2 separate regions of the Mus musculus genome follow, and region 1 is linked to region 2. A link is a contact called in public Hi-C data. All regions are on one chromosome and are shown on one strand. Each heading gives the region's core, a stretch centred on a gene start, on an enhancer-like site or on the middle of the called end of the contact. The rest is flanking DNA. Distances are from core to core; before and after follow the strand shown. Region 1 overlaps Thada (thyroid adenoma associated). Region 2 overlaps Thada (thyroid adenoma associated).

Region 1 (6,232 bases), core at 1,499-3,998, 67 kb before region 2:
TGTAAACCTGAAGTCTACACTACTGCCATGGGGGACTGTGTGAAATGGTTCACAGTGTGCAATTCCAGAGATGGACTGCCTGGTTCTGTATCAGATATGCACCCTGACCCATGATATAAACAAACATATGCCCGAAGGTGAAACGTAAGGTAGATCTGTGGTTTCGTCTTCATGGCTTGGTTGTTTATATATTCAGTAAAGATTTATTGAATACCTACTATATGCTATTGTGTCATCGTCAGAACAGTAAGTCTGACAACATCAAGACCAGAAAGTAGACAGTCCCAATGGAGCGTGCTAGGTGACGGGTGACACATGGCAGGGCCATCAGTTTAAAGTGGAGAAATCAGGGCCAGCACCACAGGGCAGGTAGCAGTTAACAGAGGCTGACAGTAGTTAATCAGGCATGGGGAAGGAGTTTCTTAGGCAGAGAACATGGTAGTATAAGGTGGAGGGGAAGGTGCCAGCCTGGGAACAGGAAGTTGTGGGTCAGACCAAAGTGCCACCTCAGTGGTTCTCAGCACTTTACCCACTTGAAATTAATGAGGGTACCGAGCAGGCTTTACCTTTCAGTATTTACTTAGACAGTAGAAATGAGAGAATATCAAGACATAAGAACCCAAAGCCATACTCCTTTATCACCGGGGAAGACATTCTCACAATCCTTAAACGCAATAAGCTTAACTGCACATGATGAAGGAAAAGTAAAGGAAGCCACCATCTTAGCATCATTTTAAAGTAGCTTGATCCCATGGGGCTCCTAAAAAGACACACACCCACCCGCCGCCGGCTCTCAGTTCAGAACTGAGTGGGCCTCAGATCCTTTGTGCTTTACAGCTTTCTGTAATTGCTTTTGTTGGGAGGCGAGAAGTGTTGGAGTTCAGAGATGTACTCCCAGGCACCTAGGTGGCCGTCAGAGGGCAGCCCCAGAGGTCAGTCCTCACCTTCTTCCTTGTTTGAGAGGCTCTCTGCTCTGTACACCAGGGTGCTGGCCTGCAAGCTTTCAGGGGTTCTTCCCTTCGGGTTGTACCTCCGGATTTTTACCTTTGGACTGGGTATTCATTTTAGGTCCTCATCTTGTATGGCAAGTATTTTACCCACAGTACCATATCTCCCATCTCATGTGGTTCTTATTATAAAGCCTTAAGCATTTAGAGCCTTTGGGTCCTCTCTTCATTCCTATGTTAAAGAGAAGAAGCACAGGTTATCCTAGCCTTGGAAACAGGCCATAAAGGCCCAAAGATCATCATTGGTTTAAATAAAACAAGTTAGGTTTCTTTCTGTCGGTCTATCTGCCTTTCTTTCTTGCTTTCTTTTTTTCATTTTGTTTCTTTTCTTTCTTTTTCTTTTTCTTCCTTCCTTCCTTCCTTGCTTTCTTGCTTTCTTTTTTGTAACAAAAAACAATCTCATAGCATTTATTGTCTCCTGATAATAACACAAGGACTTCTAAAAAATATTAATAAATCTTTCAGACTGTGCTAGCAGAAAACACCTTTAAAACCACTGTACTGCTTTCTCAATTTCTCCCATGCTTGACCATTTCTAGTTGGAAACACTTTCTTCTATATCATTTAGTACAAGGTTCATGTACTCGTCAAAGCCAGTAGCACAACCCTCTGTCAGCACACTGACTTGCGCACAGAGCCACACCTGAATCAAAGACCTATTTTGCAACTTTCTGAAGATCAGGTTGATGGGGCCGTACTGCCACCTTCTGTACCTCATGGCCCTGGTCAAGATACACTGGTGGGAGTCACAGGGACCACCACAAGAGTAGAAAGGTTGCCTCAGAAATCCCAAGTCAGAGCTGTTGGCCCCCAACTCTGCTGCTGTTTCAAAGGAAACAGACTAGTGACAAGGAAAAGAGCAAAACTGAGTCTTGAAAATGTACACTGTGGGAGTTAGAGTGCCCACAACATGAAAGGTTACAGCCATGCTGCTGGCTGGGTTCTTTCAGCAGTGTAGGTAAGTGGGGCCATTCCTTCCTTTCTCCGCTTGTGCTGGTGGGCCGCTTAGGTGCCTCCTCCATGGCGGGCCCTGGCTGTTGCACCAAAGTGCAAGAAAGGCTTACTGGGGGAGGGAGTCACAGTGTGGGGGCTGGGTGTTCACTGTGTGGTTGGACAGACCTTGTAGTTCCTAAGGCTACTTCACCTGGTGGGAAAGGAGTCAAAGGTGCTCGGGTCCTTGGGTCTGCAGTGCTGTCAGTGAGCATCTAAAGGGTGGAGACAGGCAGGGAGGAGTCTTCCTTGGTAGATTCTTTACAGAGAGCTGCCTTTGAAGCCAGCAAATACTTGCCTTTGGAAAAGAGATGCTAAGAGCCTGAAAGGAGTGATACTCTCCACGGGACCTTCAGAGCCAGCTAAGTAAACACAAAACTCTTCGGTTTTCGAGAGCAGGAAATCATTTTGTAATCAGAAAACAAATTCTTTCAGAGAATATTTTCTTGAATTATACATTGACTTCTTTGAAGATGTTTACATAAACATATCACACCCCAGAGTGTTTCTTCAGTATACCTTAAAGACAAAAATGTGCTGACCCTTGAGTTTCTGGCTCTGGGAAAGATTCAAATTATAGGGTGTGCATAACTGGGACTTGTGAGTTCCTTTCCTGATCATCCAGAGCCAGAGGCTCAGCGTGACAGTGCTGAGGTGGGTGGAAGTGATGCATGCTGGGAAGGTGAGATATAGTTCAGCAGGTTCTGAAGAGCCCAAGGTAACCACAGGAAGTCTCAGTGGAGGCAGCAGAGCCATGGAGCTTACAGTGATCACTCAGAGCAACACTGGCAGGTCCACCCCTCTGTGAAGTAGAGTGAACTGTTTTACTGCCACAGCTCTTCATGTTAGGAACTTAATGTTATTACTAGGTCACTTGCCCCTCCTAAGAGCTGGCAGTGCCATTCAGAAAGTTCTCTTGTTGAGACCAAGTTTGGCCAACAACTCCAAGGAAAGCTTTGTTCTGATTCTTACGTATTTAACTAACATTTTGATATTTCATAAAGAAGTGTACAGCATCTGAGGGGAGAGTTTGAATTTTGGGTTTGTTCATCCACCACGTCTTTTACTCAAGTTTCTGATGGTATAATATCAAATATAAAAGGTAAAAGAAAGCTTGTTCATAAAGCTCGCAGTTAGATGGAGCTTGTTGGGCGTGAGAAAACCATTTGTGTATTTATTTGAATGGTCTAGACAAGTTTTGTCTTCAATCTAAACAATCACTCTGGTGCCACCGCACCTCGGTGTGAGAGACAAGCAAGCTGCGCTTCCCTAGTAATTGACATCAACTTTGCTTTTCTGTTCAGTTCTTTTTTTCTCCCCGATTTGGAGACTTGATTTCTCCATCTTGAGAATTCTGAGTTCTAAGAGAAAGGGAAAGAGAGAGAGATGTCTTTCCTATCCATGGAGCTCAGAGGCGGGGCTGCCTGCTTGTACAGTACAGTGTATTAACCATACATAGATGACTTTGGATGGCCTAGGACGTCAGCCTAGTTTACCATGGAAGTAAAGGTAACCTTTGATTTTATTCATGCTCAAGCATTCAAGCCTGCAAAGTAGCAAGACTAGAGCCCTTCAGTCATCCACTCCCTTCCCAGTCAAAGGGAGAGGTGTACTTCACTCTAAAGCCCATGGCTCTTTTTATAATGTGCTTCCTCCCTGCAGTTGACAAGAGTAACAGCTTTCATGACTAGGGTAGTTAAGCCAAGAGTCCATCTCTTTTCTTATGTTACCTGTTACTGGTTGATTGGTCTCCTTACATTGAGCGTGTTGTAATTGGTCAACATTGGAACAGAGTCCGCCAGCGTTAGAGATTGTGTGGATCGTTACTAAAGGTCAGGGACTAACATGGAAAAGACTCATCGGACCTTCCCTGCCTCCACTCCTCTCTCTCCCCCTTCTCTTTGTTTTTCTGCATAAGTCTCCTTGCTGGAACACCAGGGTTTTCTCCAACTGCTCAGTCACAGTGCTCACACCCTCTCTTCCTGAGCCTTGGACTTGAGCAGTTCTGGATCTAGGAAGTGGTGAGGCTGCAAGGACATGGTGACGACTGAGTTTAACTCAGCAAACACAGTGTGCCTGCCCTGCTCTAGAGGTGCTGGAAGTCAGGGGAGTAGTTTGCCCCGTGGGGTTTTTTCTCCCAATGTTGAGGGGCTGGGGTTTGAGGTCCAAAGCACACTAAGCTCTCTGTGGGCAGGGGCAGCGGGGTGAGTAAAGCTGGGGTGAAAAACAGACAGCCAGATGACTGTGGACTTGAAAGAAGAAAAAAATGAGGTGGTCTCTGCTTGAGTCAGGATCTCGCAAAGATGGGAGCAGCGGAGTGGGACTGGGTCATCAAGAACAGCTTGAGAACTGAAGGCACAGGGTGATCGCGAATGGCTCTCTAGAAAAGGAAAGCAGAAACCTAGGGAGCAGTAAAGGTGAACCAGTTTGCCTAAGTGTGTAACGCAGCTGCTGGTCAGGGGCTGGGACCAGACACCATCCTTCATTGCTTTCCCTAGACCCCGGCAATAGAAGGAAGGAAAAAGTCCAGGAGACAGACAGCTTTGCCCGAGTACTTACAATTAAATATAATTTAAGAGTTATTTCCATCTTTTAAAAGCATGCGCATTGTAGTCATTCTTTGCTTTAAGAATTTTAATATATTTTCTTATTTCCATATTTCTCAACAGTACAAAATTGTGAAATATAAAATGTTCAAGTTGTCCAGAAATGGCACAGTACTTGACAGGTCCTGTTTGATGATCTGTGTTCGTTGTTGATGATTTTATGCTCAGAAAGTACAATTTCAGACGGAAAAACAAAAGCCTGAAGTGATGGTGACTTCAAAGCTGAGTGGATTACTTGTCTGTGTGGTTTGTTTCCAGACCGACTCAGACATTACTGGAAACACTCTTATTTGTGACTGGTAGTCAGGTTTGCTCTTCCCTCTTGTGGACCTGTGGTCCCTGGAAAGGAGAATCTGCATCTGACAAAGTTGCTCCCCAGTCTGGGAAGGGCTGTGGCCAAGTTTCTCCCATGGTGTGATTGTAATGTGTCAACATCTCTGCAGAGCCTGCAGTTCTCAGACAGCAGGAGTATGGCAGGGAGAGCTGGAGACTGCGGGCAGGCACCAAGCTGGGAGGAGAGGCATCTCTGTTAACGCAGGGGCAGCAGAGCAGTGACTTACTATTGCCTTGATATGAACAGCACTGGGGGGGGGGGGGGGGGGCACTGGGCTCTTCTTAAAAGTTAAAGAAAGACCTAGACCTTGTTAAAATGTACGTTGGCAATATATATTCACTTTTAATTAAAATCCTACTTCCAGGGATAAATTAATCCTTTCCTTATAAACATTCAAAAGCTTTTGTTTGGTGTGTGTTACTTAGAGAACCTCTCCAAGTGTTGGCTCCAGAGCACAGGCTGCCATACATGATTACTGTTGCCCAGCATGCCCTCCCATGGCTTTGCAGTGTTCTGAAAGAAGGCTGGCTAAGTCAGGGCTATGTTGAACTTACAGAAGAGTCACTTCATGTTTCTCCAGGGGTGAGAATGGGGCCAGGAATGGTGAAAAGTAAGGAGTAGGCCTCTATTCCCCCTGGCTGCTGAGTAGGATACAGCTATTGAATGACCTACCAATTATTGTGTAACTACAGAGGTCCTTCTGGAAGGTTATGTTATTCCTGGCCTACTGATAAGAAGAAAAAAAATGAGACTGAGAGAGTTTGAGATATTCCTAAAGTTATACAAATTATAAATGGTGGCAAATAGATCAGGGTTTTACTTCTAGGCTCATGTGAAGCTTTTGAGCTGTGCTCTTAACTTACAGTCTGAGACTGTATGTACTATGCTGTATACACTGTACTCCAGTGTGTGAGTGTGTGTGTGTGTGTGTGTGTGTGTGTGTGTGTTTGCCACTGTTATACTGTACTATAGAATACTACTTCTGTGAATGAGGAAAAGAAAGTTCTCAGAAAAACCAGTCACTGTGGGGACTTCAGGGTCCCACTAGGGAAACTGGCATTGTTGGGTTATTCAAGCACTATTGATTAGTGCCAGCTTTGTGTTAAGTTGACACATCAAAGAAAAGAGAGATCCTTGCTCAGGAGCATTAACTCTCGGGGATGGGGGTGTAGCTGAGTTGGCAGAGTGCTTTCCTAGCATGCTCAGAGCACTGAATATCTCAGCACATGGAAGCTAGAGACAGGAGGATAAGTTCAGGGTCATCTTAGCTACATAGTGAGTTCAAAGCTAACGTG
Region 2 (6,354 bases), core at 3,454-5,953:
GCAGCTGAATAGTTAGAGGATAAAGCAGTGGCAGCCTACCAACGCCTGCCATGGTTAGCCAGGCTCGTTGGGTTAGCTGTAGCCAGCCCCACCTGAGCAGCTGGGCGGGATTTGTCCTGTCCTGGTTGTGTGCTTTTAGTGTGCGTGCAGACCTGCCTAACTGACACAGCTGATGAGATTCTCTTGGCTGGGGTGAGAGAGCAGGGGGAACTTGAGAACAGTTTTTAGAGGCTTCTGGGACTTTTGATTTCTAAGCCTGCACCTATGAAATTTCAAGGACGTTAATGTTCACGTTTTGTCATCTATACATTAGTTGGTTTTCTGCAGAAACTGGACTCTGGTCTGAAATGTTGCTTTTCAACAGTGCACTCTGACATAAGCAGCTAGCTCCCTTCTGCAGAGGTGCAAAGCAGGGTGGTACCGGATGAGTGCATAGCATGTTAACTCTGTGAGTACCGTGTACAGAGGCCACTCTAAGAACTGCAGTCTCATACTGTCTAGTCAGTAGGAAGATGGAGACTCTCCCAGGGAGTAACTTGCTCAGCCATGCAGCTGGTTACTGCAAAGGATCCAACTGCCATGTCAGTCATCGAAAATAAGGATAGTAATGTGTGACACTTAGTCGGACTGAGTGTCTGTGTCTGTGACAGAACCACGTCCTGAAACTTCCTGACTTGCACTCCTACCCCAGAGAAAGAACTGTTCAAATGTGCAGGATGACCTCAGAACTCTGTGGTTCCTGTCCCTTACATGTTCCTGCCTCTCCCCTCTCCGGCCCTTCATCACCAATCATGAGAAACTCATTGGCCTGTCTGTTAAATTGCAGTGCACATAGCTTTTTCAAGTCTGTCAGAGATGTTTTGCATAAACGGAAAGCATTCCTTTGTGGCCTTTCATGTCTCGCTGCTTCGCTCCATGCCTTCGAGTTTCATCCGTATGTAGCCTAAAGCTGCACTCACTTGGGTTTATAGCTAAATAATATTCCACTGTGTCAGCATCACTTTTTCAGTCATTATCAACTGGTGAACATTTGGTTTGCTTCTACGTTTGGTCTTTTGTAAATAACACTGCTATAAATATTCATGGGCTCTTTTTTTTTTCAGTTCTTCTGAGTAAATTGCACATAGGAGTAAAGGGGGTTGTGGAGACAGGGGATAGGAGGAGAAGAAAGGGCTGGATCAGCTTCTTGAGGAATTGAAGTCTTCCTCCAGAAACACCCAAGGCTCCTAGTTCTCCCCTTCCTCTGCCGTACTTGTTACTGCCTGAGTACAATTGCCTGTTGTGAGTGCAGTGGCCCTGGCTGGGCTGAGCTCTGACTTCCCTCTGACTGGTGATACAGCATCTTTCCTGATGTCCATTGGACATTTGTCTCGAGAAATGTCTGTTCAGACTTTTTGCTCATTTTTAAAAGATTCATTGTTTATATGTATCTGTGTTTCTGTATGTACATGATTCTCCACACAGACCAAAAGAGGGGATCAGATTCCTGGAGATATAGGTGGTTGGGAACTGCCTGATGTGGGTGCTGAGGGCAGAACTTGGGTTCTCTGGAAGAGCATCATGTGCTCTTAAACATTTAGCCATCTCTCCAGCCCTCCTTTGCCCACTTTAAAATTGGATTAATTATATTTTGTACTTGTGAAAGTACATTGTTCGATGTGAACCGTGACTTTTTATGTGCTAAGTTAGTGTTCCACTGTTTATATAATTTGTTTATGGATAGTTTATCAACAGTTGATAGACATGTTGGCTATTTTTTCTGATTAGAGAATGTCAGATATGGAGCCCTGAACATCTTCAAAGAATTGTTTGGTTAAATGCTTTGATTTTTCTTGGGGAAAAAAAAAAAACCTAAGCAACAAAACAAAAACAAACAAACAGAACCAGATGCTGCCAGGTGGTGGGGGCTCACACCGTTATTCCCGGCAGTGGGGAGGCAGAGACAGGCAGATCTCTGTGAATTCAAGGCTAGCTGGTCTACAGAGAAGTTCCAGGACAGCCAGAGCTACATAGAGAAACCCCCCCCCCCACACACACACACACACACAAAGAAAGACAAGAAAAAAGGAAGGAAGACAGACAGAACAAGAAGAAGCATGTGACCATTTTTAATATCTTTTCTGGAAATTCTGTAAATCTTATGTTTTAGTCTTATGTTTTAGTAAAATATTTTTTGTTATTCTAAAAAAAAAAAATCTAAGCAGATTATTAGGCCATAGGTAAAAAGAAACAGCCAGAATGTTTATCAGAAGAGATGCCCACTTGGCATTGCCACCAGAAGAGTGGTCCAGTTGCTCTGTGTTCTAGCCAACACTTGACATCAGCGTCGGCAGCTGCATCGTTGCAGTGAGTGTATGTAGCTCTCCTGGCGTGAGGTTACATGAAGTTCCCTGGTTAGATTGTCTTTCCGTGTGCAGTATTTGCCATCTCAACAAAGTATCCATTCAACATTTTACATAGCTCTATAAACTGATGTTTGCCTTATCATTGAGCTGTAAGTTCTCTTGGAGGGGGGGCAAGCAGACAGACAGACAGACAGAGAGAACATGTATGTGCCCTCAGGCATGTGAAGAGGACAGCCTGTGAGAATCAGTTTTTGTTTCCACCATGTGGGTTGTGGGACTCTTGACTCCGATGATCAGCTTCGCTCAAGTGCCTTTACCCACCTATTCATCTGGTAGGCCTGTGGTTTTGTTTCTTATGCTGTGTGTGAGTTTATAAAGATAAACATTTGGTGGATAGTTTTTTCCTATCTTTGACTTACATTTTCATTTTCTTAACAGTGTTTTTCAAGAGCAGTCATTCTTTTTTTTTTTCTAAGATTTATTATGTATATATAGCACTCTGCCTGCATGTATGCCTGCAAGCCAGAAGAGGGCACCAGAGCTCACTATAGATTGTTATGAGGCACCATGTGGTTGCTGGGAATTGAACTCTGAACCTTTGGAAGAGCACCCAGTGCTCTTTTTTTTGGGGGGGGGGGGGGTTTCAAGTCAGGGTCTCTCTTTACAGCCCTGGCTGTCCTGGAACTCACTTTGTAGACCGGGCTGGCCTCGAACTCAGAAATCCGCCTGCCTCTGCCTCCCGAGTGCTGGGATTCAAGGCGTGCGCCACCACCGCCCGCCCAGCATATCCAGTGCTCTTAACCTCTGAGCCCTCTCTCTGGCCCATCATTCTTAATTTTAATGAAGTCCAATTGATTGTTTTCTTTTCTCTTTCTTTCTCTCACTCACTTCCTCCCTCCCTCTCTTCCCTTATTTATGTGGAATGACTTTAGCTTTTTTGTTCTGTTTTAATCAGGGTTTCCTTGTATAGCCTAGGCTGGCTTAGAACTCATAGTGTAGTCCAAGCTAGATTTGAACTATCATCCTATCTTCTCCAGAATGCTGGGATAGTAGGTCTACACTATTTTTTTTCTTTTTTTTTTTTAATTGGATATTTTCTTCATTTACATTTCAAATGTTATCCCAAAAGTCCCCTATACTCTCCCCCAACCCCCGCCCTGCTCCCCTACCCACTCATTCACACTTCTTGGCCCTGGCTTTCCCCTGTACTGGGGCATATAAAGTTTGCTAGACAAAGGGGCCTCTCTTCCCAATGATGGCTGACTAGGCCATCTTCTGCTACATATGCAGCTAGAGACACGAGTTCTGGGGGTACTGATTAATTCATATTGTTGTTCCACCTATAGGGTTGTAGACCCCTTCAGCTTTTGGGTACTTTCTCTAGCTCCTACATTGGGGGCCCTGTGTTCCATCCTATAGATGACTGTGAGCATCCACTTCTGTATTTGCCAGGCACTGGCAAAGCCTCACAGGAGCCAGCTATATCAGGGTCCTTTCAGCAAAATCTTGCTGGCTTATGCAATAGTGTCTGCATTTGGTGACTGATTATGGGATGGGTCCCCGGGTGGGGCAGTCTCTGGATGGTCCATCCTTTCGTCTTTGTCTCTTCAACTCCTTCCATGGATATTTTATTCCCTATTCTAGGGAGGAATGAAGTATTCACACGTTGGTCTTCCTTCTTGATTTTCTTGTGTTTTGGAAGTTGTATCTTGGGTATAGGTCTACAGTATTACCCATAGATGTTTCCTGCTTTGTGTGTGTGTGTGTGTGTGTGTGTGTGTGTGTGGGCGCCCTAGTTAAGTCCTTGTTATCTCAAGGTCACAAAGATATTCTTTCATACTTTTTTCTAAAGCTTAGTGAGGTTGTATTTGATGGATTCATTGGTTGGTTGGTTGGCTGGCTGGCTGGCTGTTGGTTAGTTGGCTGGTTGGTTGATTGGCTGTTGGCTGGCTGGTTGGTTAATGATCAGCCCAGGGCCTTGGACCTGCTAGGCAAGCACTCATACACAACTACTGAGCTGCATCCTGAGATCTAAAGCTTTATGGCTCTAGATTTTATATATGTGCATGACCTACATCTATGTAACTCCTATGTATGATGTAAGATAAATGTCTCATATGATTATCAATTGTTCTACCACCATTGTTTCTTTGACTTTTTTTTTTTTTTTTTTTTTGTACCTTGCCCACTTCCTCCCCTTTCAGGGGTTCTTGTCACATGTGTTAGGTCACCTGAAGGTTTCCTATAGCCACCCCACGTTTTAGGCTTTTTCTTTGTTCTTTAATGTGTGTTCCATTTTTCACAGCTTCTATCTCTGTGTCTTCAGATTAACTATTAACTAGTCTTTTCTGTTGTGCTCTCTCATCTGCTGTGAATTCTGTCCACTATGTCTTTATTTTAGACATTGGACTGTTTATCTCTAGAAGTTTCATTTTGATCTTTTTCAACTTCTTTGAACCATCATCCTACCTTCCCCAGAGTGCTGGGATAATAGATCTGTACAACATAGGAGTCTGGAAGTTAATTGACAGCAAAGAAGGGAGGCTATCACGTGGAGAAAGAGCCTCTGCGCTGATGTTTGGGTGTCTCAACCCATTTTCTGCTGCTAGAAACATCACAGAAAGGCTAACTTACAAAGAAAATAGATTTCTTTGGCTCACCAGTCTAGAAGTGAAAGAACTTGACATCAGCATCTACCTGGCATTGTCGAGGGCGTCCAGTAGTGACGTCCATGGCAGAGGGCAGCAGTGTGGAGAGCATCCTGGCTCAGACGTCTCTCCTCTTTTTATAAAGCCACTGTTCTGGATCAGGGCCTCAGTCTTGAATTTTCACTGATGTCTGTCAGCACCCAGTGTGTAAATTCCCACCCTTTTACTGCCTCGTCTGGGGTTGTGGTGGGCACATTAAATACAACAGGAATCCTGGTGCCCTTCCTCCTTGGCTCACCTCCTGTTGCTTACCTGGAAGAAGTTCCTTAACTCCTCCCTCCATGGTGGACTTCTGCAACCCAGCCAGATTCTGCTGGGCTCGCCTGCTGGGAGCCCTCCCTGCACTCCTCCTCTTGTAGTGTGTCTGCAATCCAGTAGTTCCAGAGGCCTCTTTGCTCTTAGATTCTTTTTCTTTTCTTTTTGCAATTTATTCATTTTATGTATGAGTACACTGTAGCTGTTTTGAGGCACACCAGAAGAGGGCATCAGATCTCATTACAGCAACCATGTGGTTGCTGGGAATTGAACTTGGGACCTCTGGAAAGGGCAGTCAGTGCTCTTAACTGCTGAGCAGTTGCTCCAGCCTCCAGATTCTGTTTCTTAAGTACATACTTTAGAGCTCAGGCAGAGTCTCAGGACTGTCTTTTATCACTGACAAGGACTGAGATTGCTTGGTCCCAGTCCCTCTCGATGCTGGTAAGGCAACAGAAATCGACCAAGGTACTAAAAAGAGCCTGTCTATCCAGGTGTGGTCCTCAGAGTGCTTTCATGGTGTCTCCTGTTGCCTGGAAACATCAGAGAGGCCTAAAATCCTTTGTGGGAAATAGGTCAATCAAAGGGTGGCAGGTGCTAGGGTTTATGGTGGTGCAAATCCCCTCCAAATCTTGCACTGTGGTGCAGTTCTTTGAAGAAGCAGAAGCAGACTATGTTGGGAAATAACTGCATGTTTGTGTCTTTAGTTCGTCCTGTGTTTATCTGCAGTGTTTCCTGATTGGCTCCCTGTGTTGGGTAAAGGCTGCTGGGATGGAACTGGAGGGAAGTAGTTAGAAATTGTAGTCCCCCCCCCATGCACTCATCCCTTCCCTTCTGTAATCTTCTGATTCACAAGTTAGAAGGGCTGAGCTCACAGCTTATGGCTTAAGAAGGTGTTCTTCAAATAGTATACTTAAAAGACATCCTCAGTCCGTCCCCACCAGCACATTAAGGATTCTTTGCTTAAACACACCTGCCCCTGAGCTAGCCTGGTGCATAGGCCTGTAATGCGAGCACTTGAAATGCAAGCAAGAGGGGCTGAAGTTCAG

Evidence for each region. Hi-C and Micro-C count contacts between places; a contact is called where the count stands out from the background.
Region 1: a contact with region 2 is called in a Hi-C map of CD8 T cells, with 1.8 times the contacts expected there. The contact joins two enhancer-like sites. A contact is called at or near these places in 6 of 484 Hi-C or Micro-C datasets (CD4 T cells, CD8 T cells, bone marrow-derived macrophages and 2 more), 3 of 115 datasets of contacts at active chromatin or transcription factors (CD8 T cells, effector CD8 T cells and regulatory T cells) and 3 of 9 other capture datasets (adipose tissue, liver and pancreatic islet).

What each region holds. Positions count from the first base shown.
Region 1 is chr17:84,302,832-84,309,063 of GRCm38.p6, reverse strand. All of the region lies in intron 29 of Thada (thyroid adenoma associated), which reads left to right. Among named protein-coding and RNA genes, the nearest start is that of Gm24492, 18 kb to the right of the region's middle. Within about 2 kb of position 2,748, at least 48 of the 459 cell types and tissues checked have an H3K27ac peak or open chromatin away from gene starts, as enhancers often do. A contact at or near this core is called in CD8 T cells, effector CD8 T cells and liver, where this site is marked.
Region 2 is chr17:84,238,055-84,244,408 of GRCm38.p6, reverse strand. The region is part of intron 31 of Thada (thyroid adenoma associated); the gene reads left to right. Among named protein-coding and RNA genes, the nearest start is that of Gm24492, 47 kb to the left of the region's middle. Within about 2 kb of position 4,703, at least 27 of the 459 cell types and tissues checked have an H3K27ac peak or open chromatin away from gene starts, as enhancers often do. A contact at or near this core is called in CD8 T cells, effector CD8 T cells and liver, where this site is marked.